2 separate regions of the Mus musculus genome follow, and region 1 is linked to region 2. A link is a contact called in public promoter capture Hi-C data. All regions are on one chromosome and are shown on one strand. Each heading gives the region's core, a stretch centred on a gene start, on an enhancer-like site or on the middle of the called end of the contact. The rest is flanking DNA. Distances are from core to core; before and after follow the strand shown. Region 1 overlaps Xrra1 (X-ray radiation resistance associated 1). Region 2 overlaps Gdpd5 (glycerophosphodiester phosphodiesterase domain containing 5).

Region 1 (5,059 bases), core at 565-3,064, 420 kb before region 2:
GGGAGAGAGTGAGCCTGGCCAGGGGCTGAGCCCCACTTCCAGCACTATTCCCCAATTCTTGTGTGCAGTGACTCTCAGGTAGTGACAAAGCCTTCATTCCCTTGTTAAAAAAAAAGTGGCCCTTGAGCCTTTATCAAAGTCAAAAGAGGTAAGAAAGTATGAGGCTATGCAAGGCAGACTTTCTGTATTTTCTATCCCAAGGTTCTGAGAACTAGAGATGTGCATGGGGTGTGCCCGCGCCTCTAGTGTGCTGTTGAATCCACGGGGGCCTTGTGTGCCCATCCTCATCTTCAGGTCAAGGGACTACCCCAGTCCGCTGGGACCAACCTCGCTTACTGAGGTCAGGGTATGCTTTGGTATTGGTCCACATAGTCTCTAGCTCACTGCACCCTGCTTTAAAGCTGGATTCAAGCTCTCTAAACACCTAAGGAGATATATCTCCCATGAAACTCTTCCTCCTATGATACTCCGTTTAAACTCACTTTTCTATAGATTCCTCTGAATATGAATGACCCTTGGCACTTACATTCCAGGGTCATACACCTTGGCCATAATTACCTGTCTGCCATCAGTACCACTAACACTATTACCTTCACCACCATCACCACCACCATCCTCCTCCTCATCATCATTATCATTGTCATCATCATCATCACCACCACCACCATCACCACCATCTTCTCCAGAGGCCAGAAGCAAGAAGCAAGAGCCTAGCAGTGAAGGCCCAGAGAACCTTTGTCCAAAGTCATAATCTGTCGAGATGCCTATACTCATTCTTACAGGGGAACAGGTAGGATCAAAAACTTCCTACCTCCAACTTACTTCCAATGTCTTGAAGTCTCCATATTTCACGTAGACCATCTTGATGCCATTGAACGCAAGCTCCAGTTCCTTTAGAACTGGAAATGTGTGAAAGACATCTACATGGAAACGGGGGGGGGGGGAGAGAAAGAGAATAAGAGAGGATCTTGAGCTTGGAAAGGCTTACAGAGGAAGATGCTAATGATCATTCACTGAGCTTCCAGCTGTGGGCGATGCTTTATGTTGCAGACCTCAGATCTCTAACCATAAGGTTGGAGAGATGGTTTGGAGGTTAAGAGAATTCCCTGCTCTTGCAGAGTATAGTTCAGTTCCCAGCGTCCACCCTGGGTGGCTTCCAACTGCCTGTTACTTCATCTCTAGGGGATTCCAAGAAAAATTTAAACCTCTAGCTACTTCACTAACAAGAATCCATTCATCCTATCACTGAGGAAATGACATCTCTGGAAGGCTAAGTGACTTATTTGAAATAAGGTGGCTGGTAACTGGGAAAACTAAGGCTCGAATGTTAAGTCTGTTCAAATGGAAGGCCTGTCCATTTAAAACTGATATATATTATTTTCTCTTCCCAATCCAGGGGCCAACCTAAGGGTCTTGTGCATGCTAGGCAAACTCTCTACCACTGAGCCACACTCCTAGATAACCTCTGATTAGAGATGCTAACATGCTTACCCCAAATAGTCAAACATCACGGGGAAAAATGTTCCTTTAATCCCAACATTTAGTGTCAACTGTTCAAAATTTTATGTATATACCTAATATTTTTCTCATGTATGTATTGAAATACAGTTTTCTTCTTATAAAAACAGAATACATGCTGTACAGTGGCTTTTCTCCTTTCACAGTTTGATGTGAAGATTATTCCAGGTTAAACTTGTCCAGCATCTTAGTTATCTTTCTAGTATAGACATGCACTCGCTTTTCCTGTTGGTAGTGTGTAACCTATGTGGGAGGGAGGTAATCAAGGACTCCTTCTTGCATGACAACTGGATCTTAGATTCACTTTCTAGGCCTGTTTCCCTGGTAACCTAAAGCACATGCTATGGTAACTGTGTTACTAGGCAACTATTGCTTGTGGTAAAAATGACTGCAGAGTGGAAAATTATGTCTGGACCAGGAGAAGGTATAAATTATAAATGCCCGAAGGGGGTGCTTCTCTTTAAGTGGTGACTCCTAGAATCAGACATGTCCTTCATGGGTATTCTGTAATATAGACCTATGGAATGGCACATTGGTTCCTGTGTTGATGAGATTTCCAAACAAGGGTGATCCCTGCATTTACCCAATGAGAGTTTCTGTCCAGCACCCAGGGTGACTCTTGGCTAGTGGACAACCCTGCAAGAGAGTCAACCATGGGAACTCCACTGTAGGACTCCTGAAATCCTACAGGAACACAATGTAGAATCACTTAGAAGCTTCTAAGTGAACCTGGTGTACTATGTAGCCTACAAGAGCTTGAGAGTCAGGAGGCTCAGTAAGGTCAAATAAGACACTGACTGGGGGAATTCCCTTGGGTAAGTCTCTTTCTGTGGAATATATTCCTAGAAACAGAACTACTAAAGGCAGTGACTATCTCAACTTTTAAAAGATTTATTTATTTACTTATTTATTATATGTATATGTTCCTGTGTGACACTGTGTGCAGTAAGTATGTGCAGAAGCCAATGAAAGTGAGAAGAGGTCACTGGATCCTCTGGAACTGGAGTTACAGGTGGCTGTGAGTGGCCCCCATGGGTGCTAGAAATTGAACCCAGGTCCTCTGCAAGAGCAGCAAATACTCTTAACAGCTGAGCCAGATCTCCAGCCTCATCTTAAATTTTAAGAGACATTGCCAAATTTCCTTTAAGGACTCACACAACTTTCTTATATTTGACTTTCACCGAGAGTCTCCCTTGACTACGCAGGGCTGGCTGTGGTTAGCATCTTTCATACTTGCCAATATTTGATGGACATAAAACTGTGTACTGGTGTTATAGGTGGCTGTGAGTGACCCCCATGTTTTTGTCCTTAATGAAGCTGGGCATTTATCAGGCCTTTTGGCCTGTTTATACCAAGGCATTCCTAGCAGAATACACTTTCTTCTAAGGCAAGGATCTTATTAGATGCTTTGATGGACGCTATCCTCCAACTCATTGAAACAAACTCATTGACACACCCCTTCTAGAACTGTCTCTGGGTATCCCCAGCCTCATCCCTGCCCCTGTGATTCCCATCTCTTCCCAGATCACTCTCTCAATCCCCTTCACTCCCCATCTCAAGCTTCATTCCCCTCCCATGGAAAACCCCTCCTCTCTGAGATTCCCTGGTTAAAAGCCTTCCACGCCTCTTCTGTCTAGAGGACTAAGCTCAACTCTCAAAGCCCTTGATAATCAAGCCCTTGCCAGTGCATCTAGCCTCAGTTTTTCTCCCCATGTATGCCTTGTATACAATCTTCCCAACAAGGCAGTATCATTCCACAGCTGCCCTTCAATCCAAAGCACCGATTCCTGAGTCAATTTCTTGTGTGTGTGTGTGTGTGTGTGTGCGCGCGCGCGCACGCGCACATGCAGGTGTCAGAGGACAGTTTTTCAGGAGATGGTTCCCTTCTTCTATCATGTGAGTCTCAGGGATCAAATTCAAGTCACCAAGCTTGGCAGCAGGTGCTTGCAGCCACTCGACCATCTTGCTGGCCCAGTGTATTTATCTTTTGATCCAGTCTCAGGCACTCTTTCCTAGGTTTCCTGACTCACTGGACTGGGTTAAAGTCCCTCTGGGATGCACACCTGGTGTCTCCTGATTTCCCTGTACCAGTACTTATATGTACCCTGCTTTTGATCTGAGTCTGAAACCATCTCTCCTACTAACCATAAGCTCTCCAAAGCAGCAACTGGGCGCCTTTCTCGATAAAGGCCACACAGTCCTGGCACCAGCAGGGGGCACTGTAGATCTGCTGAATTAAGGCTTTCTCTCTCACTGGAGTTTGCAAGGTGGCCTGCCAGGCTGCAGGAGAGGATTATCTGTGTTTGTGGAGAGGAGCTTCAGCTGACAGGGAAACCTTGGTGAGTGACACTTCAGCACCAGAGTCGAGATCTGTGCTCTCTCCAGAGCCATGAGAGTCCAACCTCAGATGGACAGACAGACAGACAGACAGACATATCCTTTGTGGGCCAGGAGGACAGTTTCTAAGAAGAGAAAGCTCACCTAGAGGTAGCAGGTTTTCAGAGGCATTGATATAAATCACAGACGTAAAATGTTTGAAGTCCTTTTCCTTTGCCTGTCAGAAAGCATGCCAGAGAAACACAGGATTAGTTCCCTGCCCGGGAGCCTGCAGAAAAACCAGAGCAGCTGCTAAGAGGACAGATGCCTAAAAGGGACTGAGAGACATTCTTAGTGCAAGAGCAGCCACGTGGGGAGGGCTATGGGGACTTCTCTGTTTTCTTCTACCCTGAAATACTTCAAACATATTGAAACACACGCTGAGTGATACTTTGAAGATGTAGCCACCGTGACCCAGTTTTAAAGACCTGAGTCTGAACTGTCTAAACTTGAAAGAAACTATTAGAAGACATATGGCCTCTATTACCACACCCTCCACAGGTCTCCTCAAACCCTACGCCTTATCCCTGCTCTTAGTTTTTGTGTATATAACATATACACCAATGTTTATGCCCACCAATTATACATAGGGTTATTTACATGCTTTAAGACTTTATATTCATACTATGGTACGAATGTGTCTTTATGCTTGAGAGTATGGCTTTGAGATTTGCATGAGATGTGTATAGCTCTTTGGAGATTAAACTGTGTTGATACACATAGGTCTAATTTGTCCATTTGAATTCCTTGCTTGAGTAAATGACAAGTTATCCTCTTCTGCTGTGTACACATTTAGACTGGCTCAAAACTTCCATCGTTGTAAACAAGGTGCTACACACCTTCGGGCACATCCTTCCTCCGCGTAAGAGTTTCTGTATCCCTACCGTACGGTGAGCTCATGTGATGGGAACTCCACACAAGGAGTTAGTCTCAACCCGTGCCCTCGTCTCAAGAACAGATTCTTCAGGTGAATTTTTCTCATTCACAGAATACCAAATTCATAGCAAGGTTTGTGTATGAATAGTTTCCGCCTGTGTCTGCCCATCTCTTCTCCCTCTTTCTATAAGACTAACTTCTAGTTCCCAGGAACTGTGGAGGTGCCATACACAAAGCAAATCGTCCAGGTCCCCTGACATCTGGCTCAGTCACGTCTTTGATGCTGGCC
Region 2 (4,875 bases), core at 1,608-4,107:
GGAGCACACCTTTAATCTCAGCACTAGGGAGACAGAGAAAGGTAGATCTCTGTTCAAGGCTAGTCTGGTCTACATAATGAATTCCAGGACAGCCTGGGCTACATAGAGAGACCCTGACTCAAAAAAATAAATGACTTTATGTAGATGAGTGTTCCACCTATACCACGTGTGTACAATAAGGGCCAGTCACAGATAGCTGTGAGTGTTCTGGCGCTAGGTATTGGTTCTTAACTGCTGAGCCATCTCCCCAGCCCACTGGAGTTTATTTTTTTAGAAAGACATTTTGGGGGCTGGAGGGATGGCTCAGTGGTTAAGAGCTCTGGCTGCTATTCTAGAGGACCCAAGTTTAGTTCCCAGCACCTCTATCAAGTGGCTCACCACTGCTTGCAACTCCAGCTCCGGGAGAGCCAACATACTATTCTAGACTCTGAGGGTGCCCCCATGCAAGTGGCATGAATGCATGCACACAAATGCAAACTTTTTAAAATTAAAAAAGGTAAGTTCTTAAAAAGCATGTGCCACCCTCCCCCCAAAGACAGTTTTTAAGCATAAGAGTTAAGGGTGTGGATGTAGGCTTCTCAAAGAGTAGCCCTGGCTTTGCCTATGTGACTTTGGATGGTCACTTTAGCATCCTGCTCCACATAACTGAAGGGTGTTCACTGGGTGTACAATTCAGGGGCTGCTGAAGTCCTGGCATCATGGCTGATCAAGGGAGGGACTCAGATATCCAGTAGTCTTCACTTTCATCTGCAAAATGGCTCTTCATCAAAACCCGGGGCCAACACCTAATCCCAACCCCAGCATGCTGGGTCCCCAAACTGCCACTGACAATTCAGAGACAACACACATCAAGATGGCAGCTTTAATTGTCTTTGCCCTTGGGTTCCTTCTACTGTAGGCAACTTTGGCCAGAGGCCCATGCTTGACTGAGCCCAATGTGCTTCGCCCAGGTGGCCCATTGCCCTGTGGCCGCTGCTGTGGGAACCTGAGGTCAGATCAGTCTGTCGTTCACCTGGTCCTCAAGGCTTCTTCTGCCCCAGAGGCCTGCTGGACAGTTGGGTGTGAGGCAGGACAGCCCTGAGCCTGTGATTCCGGTCCTCTCCAGCTGCTTCTCAGGGACAGAGAGGTCAGTGGTAGAAGGGAGCTGGTTGGGAGGAACGCATCTCCACCACAGCCACTGCTTTCTTCTCCTGAGATGAACTTCCTTGTGCTTTGAGATGGGTGCAGAGCGTAGAAACACCCCCCCCCCCCCAAGAGGGAGGCCCAGCCAACGTCCTCAAGGCAGGGGTGAGAACATTAGTCATCTCACAGCACAGACAGATAAATAGAGAGGTGTGGGCATAGGGAGACATCCACGTCCTCCACTTGCTTGTGGCACACGGCACAGCCCAGTGACTCACCAACCCTTCCAGGCTGGGAGGCCAAGGATGACTATGAGAGTGGACCAGGAGATCAGGCCTTCGCTTCCTGGATGAAAAGCCCCAGGCCTGCAGGGGCATCTAGAGGCTGGAGTCCTGGTCCAGCTGAGCCTCAGCGGAGAGGGCCCCTTTGGTCACCCCCCCACTCATGCAAGAGAGACTGGAACAGACAAAGGAGCTTGGAGCACATAAGTAGGCTGAGGAGCCAGCTCCCGGGCCCTCTAGGTGCAGCTTCTTTTCATCAGACCTTCCTCTCTTCTAGGTTCTACCTTGGGTACAAGTTGGGCAGACAGATCTTCAGCTAATGCCCACTCTGCTCTGTGACGGTCTTGGCACGGCTGCCAGCATTTCGAGGGCCCACGGGGGTGGCTGTGCTGTTGGCATTAGCATAGGTGTCGTAACTGCTGTCTGAACATACGGAGAGCTCATCGGAGACTTCCACACCATCACTGATCTCTGTTTGACCAGAGGAGACAGAATGTGAGCGAGGAAGATTGGCTCTGAGGACAGGGGGACAGGCAGAGGGAAAGGAAGGCACTCGGAGACAGATGTAATCACTGGTTCCAGTCAGCATGGAGCCTGTGGGCACTGAGCCTGGCGTTCAGGGGCCTCCTCAGTCCCTCCTAGGCCCTTAGTCCTCTGCCCCCTGGAACTCCTGTTGCAGAAACCTAATGCACCCTCGGGGGCTTGTTACCCAGTGTTTACTTTGCTCCGGGCATTTGCACACGTTGCCTTCTCTCTGTCCAGTGTCTTCTCTCCCCAGCAACAGCTCTTTTCCTAAAATCTAGCTCAAGCTTCCCATCCCTGGTATGGGATGCCTACTAGACATCTCCTTGATTCCCCAAGCTGGGCTGGGACTTCATATTTCAAGCCAGCCCAGTTCATCCAGCCCTCTCACGATCTACAATCGCCCGTGTCCTGGTGTTGGGAGGTGACTGGGCAGAGCCGAGGTTCTGGAAGGTGGCTCTGTGGAATGCTGCTTGGTTCTTTACGCCCAGACAAGCAGCACCTTGGGGCACACCCGTGTCCACAGAAGCACTCCTCCTAGTGTCTGATCAAGCCGTTACCCAGGCACCTCCAGTCTCCTTCACACCCAGCCACATCACCACCTCAAACCTTTCTTGCTGCCCCAGGGAGCCCTGAGCACACTTTCTGACTCAGTTCTTCTCTGAGGAGCCTCAGTGACACCCAGTTCCGCACAGGTCTTTACAGCTGCCTTCATAGACCAGGAATGCCAGCAGGGACGGAAAAGAACGCTGTTGTCACTTGTGGAAGTCATGTGTGAACCAAGGAAAGGCCTTGGGCCTTCACACAAACACCCACCCCCACACTCCAGCTTGTCACATTTGTTCACCAACCCACGGCTCATACTAAGCCTCAAGATCTGGGGTTGTGTGATGAGGACACACATGTGTTTCTGTCTCTTGGTACGTGCGTGGGTGTGGACCTGGAAAGAGGGATATGCCATCCACCTGTCCTGATGTATTACATGTGTGCCACCTAATCCAGGGCCCGCACAGGCTGTCACCTGAGAAGATGAGTTTTTCTTTCATGATGCTGACGTCCCGGCTGGTCCGGCGTACAGCGGCGCTCAGCATGATCTGCTCTGGGTTGTAACTCCGTATACCACCCAGGCGCCACCTGCAGAGACGGCCCAGTGAGCATCAGGTCCTCCCCCAGCCTCCCAGGAGCAGAGACCCTGCCCAGAGCCTCTCCTCATGTGGCCTGAGAGACCCATGATCCAAATGGGGAAGCTGAGGCCCAGAGAGGGGTAGTGTACTGATTTCCAGCCAGGGCCCTCCTGCCTCTCTCCCACCTCCTTTATCAGCCACCCTGACCCGGAAAGGCAGTTTTATATGTTATACCCTGGCTCTCGTTGGATGCGACAGTCTTGGGAGGAAGGAGCTTAGCAGATAGGACACTGATGACCTCCTATAAACCAACTAACACAACAGGCTGAGCAAAACCAGAAGGGGCCAAAGAGGACAGTGACAGTGAGGTTTTGCTTAGGACTAGCCCTCACAGGTCCCCGGACAAAGATGCTAGAGGAACATGGTCTGGAGTTATCTGCTTAGAAATAAGCACCCCTGACTCCCCAGGAGATGGACCCCTGCTGGGTGGTTGGAGGCAGCTAAGACTCCATATAAAACTCACTGTGGGGTTATAGATGGGGCCGACACAGCAGAAACGGACAGACAGGGTAGTAGGACAGACAGAGGGGAAGCAGGAGGCTGGAGGGGAAGGCACTGCGCCTCGGTGGGCCAGTGCTTGTTCCTCTGGCTCCTTGGCCGGCCCCGAGTGCCAGCCTCGATGCCGGGCACGCTGTGAGGCTAGGCAAGTGTTTGTTGAATCAATGAATGAACAGGTGAGGCCCACAGTAAGTATCTCTCTCCAGATTCATCTCCCATGGCTCCCTGTCCTCTCTCTGGCTATTCCTGACCCACAGGAGACAATGACCCTGCTGGGGCTGTGCCTGTCTGCTGGGCTCAGAACCACACAGGCAGCGCCTGTGTACTCTACAAGTGGAATGAGAATGCGCGAGTAGACTTCTTGTCAAGGGCTCAGTCCCATAGCCAGGGTCGAGGTTCTCTTAGCCTCAGACCTAGAAGCTGGTCAACAAAGCAGCCTGACCCAGCAAGTCTTAAGGTCCCTGACCACCCCTAATACTAAGGTCTCATCTTAGAAATTAATGTTAGAACCCACGGGGGGGGGGGAGTATCAGGCTAGGGTCTCTACAGCTAGGCACATCCGGGTCAGGAAAGCCACCAGGGGTTGAGGGGTGAAATCGGTCTCCCCGGGGGGGAAGGAGAAAGGAATGAGGGTGTGGATCACAGCAAAAAAGAAAAGGTTGTGGGAGAGATACAGAGAAACAGCATGAACCACTGGAAAGGAAGTCCCAAGAGTCAAAAGCCATTGGAGCAGGAGAGAAACAGAAACTTGGGCTTTGCATTGGGCAGGTGGCAAAGGGCCCCCTGAGTGCTGGACTTGGGGAGGTGAGAACCCTCTCTCCAGGGGAGACAGTCTGGTGGAGGGAAACTGGGTCAACACCTACCAAGAAAACACTGGTCTACACCTGCAGACACTGCAGTAGGGACCAGAAAGTGCAGCACACATAGCCAGACAGGAAGAAGACATCCCAGCACTCAGGAGGCTGAGGCAGGAGGATCAAAGGTTGGAGGACACCCTGGGCTACACAGTGAGACTTTGTCTCAAAGGGAAAAAAAAAAGGAAAAGAAAGAGCAGAAAGGAGGGGATGGGAAGGCAGAGAAGGGCCCGTGCTTCAGGCAGAGACGGGCAAAGGTGACCCAGCTCAGGGCTTGGTGCACATCGGCTTTCAGACAGACCTGGAAAGGGAGTGGCCAGAAGGGGAGAGAGGAGCAGGAGGGGAGCACACCAGAATTACCTGATCAAGTGATAGCTGTGAGATGCCAGAGTGCAGCAGAGAGGGGGAGGGGAG

What was found. Promoter capture Hi-C pulls out the DNA fragments that hold promoters and counts their contacts.
Region 1: a contact with region 2 is called in a promoter capture Hi-C map of hippocampal neurons, with 7 times the contacts expected there. The contact joins two enhancer-like sites. A contact is called at or near these places in 2 of 39 promoter capture datasets (hippocampal neurons and liver), 1 of 15 datasets of contacts at CTCF or cohesin (the NIH/3T3 cell line), 1 of 484 Hi-C or Micro-C datasets (pro-B cells), 1 of 115 datasets of contacts at active chromatin or transcription factors (differentiating embryonic stem cells) and 4 of 9 other capture datasets (adipose tissue, liver, macrophages and 1 more).

Annotation. Positions count from the first base shown.
Region 1 is chr7:99,875,231-99,880,289 of GRCm38.p6, reverse strand. Xrra1 (X-ray radiation resistance associated 1) reads right to left here. Exons shown (of 19, transcript NM_001164258.1): 6 at 4,000-4,072; 7 at 823-920. Gm38405 (a long non-coding RNA gene) reads left to right here. Exons shown (of 6, transcript XR_003946657.1): 5 at 4,691-5,059. Among named protein-coding and RNA genes, the nearest start is that of Xrra1, 19 kb to the right of the region's middle. Within about 2 kb of position 1,814, at least 8 of the 459 cell types and tissues checked have an H3K27ac peak or open chromatin away from gene starts, as enhancers often do. A contact at or near this core is called in hippocampal neurons, where this site is marked.
Region 2 is chr7:99,456,958-99,461,832 of GRCm38.p6, reverse strand. Gdpd5 (glycerophosphodiester phosphodiesterase domain containing 5) reads right to left here. Exons shown (of 18, transcript NM_201352.3): 17 at 2,947-3,059; 18 at 1-1,874. The coding sequence ends at 1,720. Among named protein-coding and RNA genes, the nearest start is that of Klhl35, 6.6 kb to the left of the region's middle. Within about 2 kb of position 2,857, at least 8 of the 459 cell types and tissues checked have an H3K27ac peak or open chromatin away from gene starts, as enhancers often do. A contact at or near this core is called in hippocampal neurons, where this site is marked.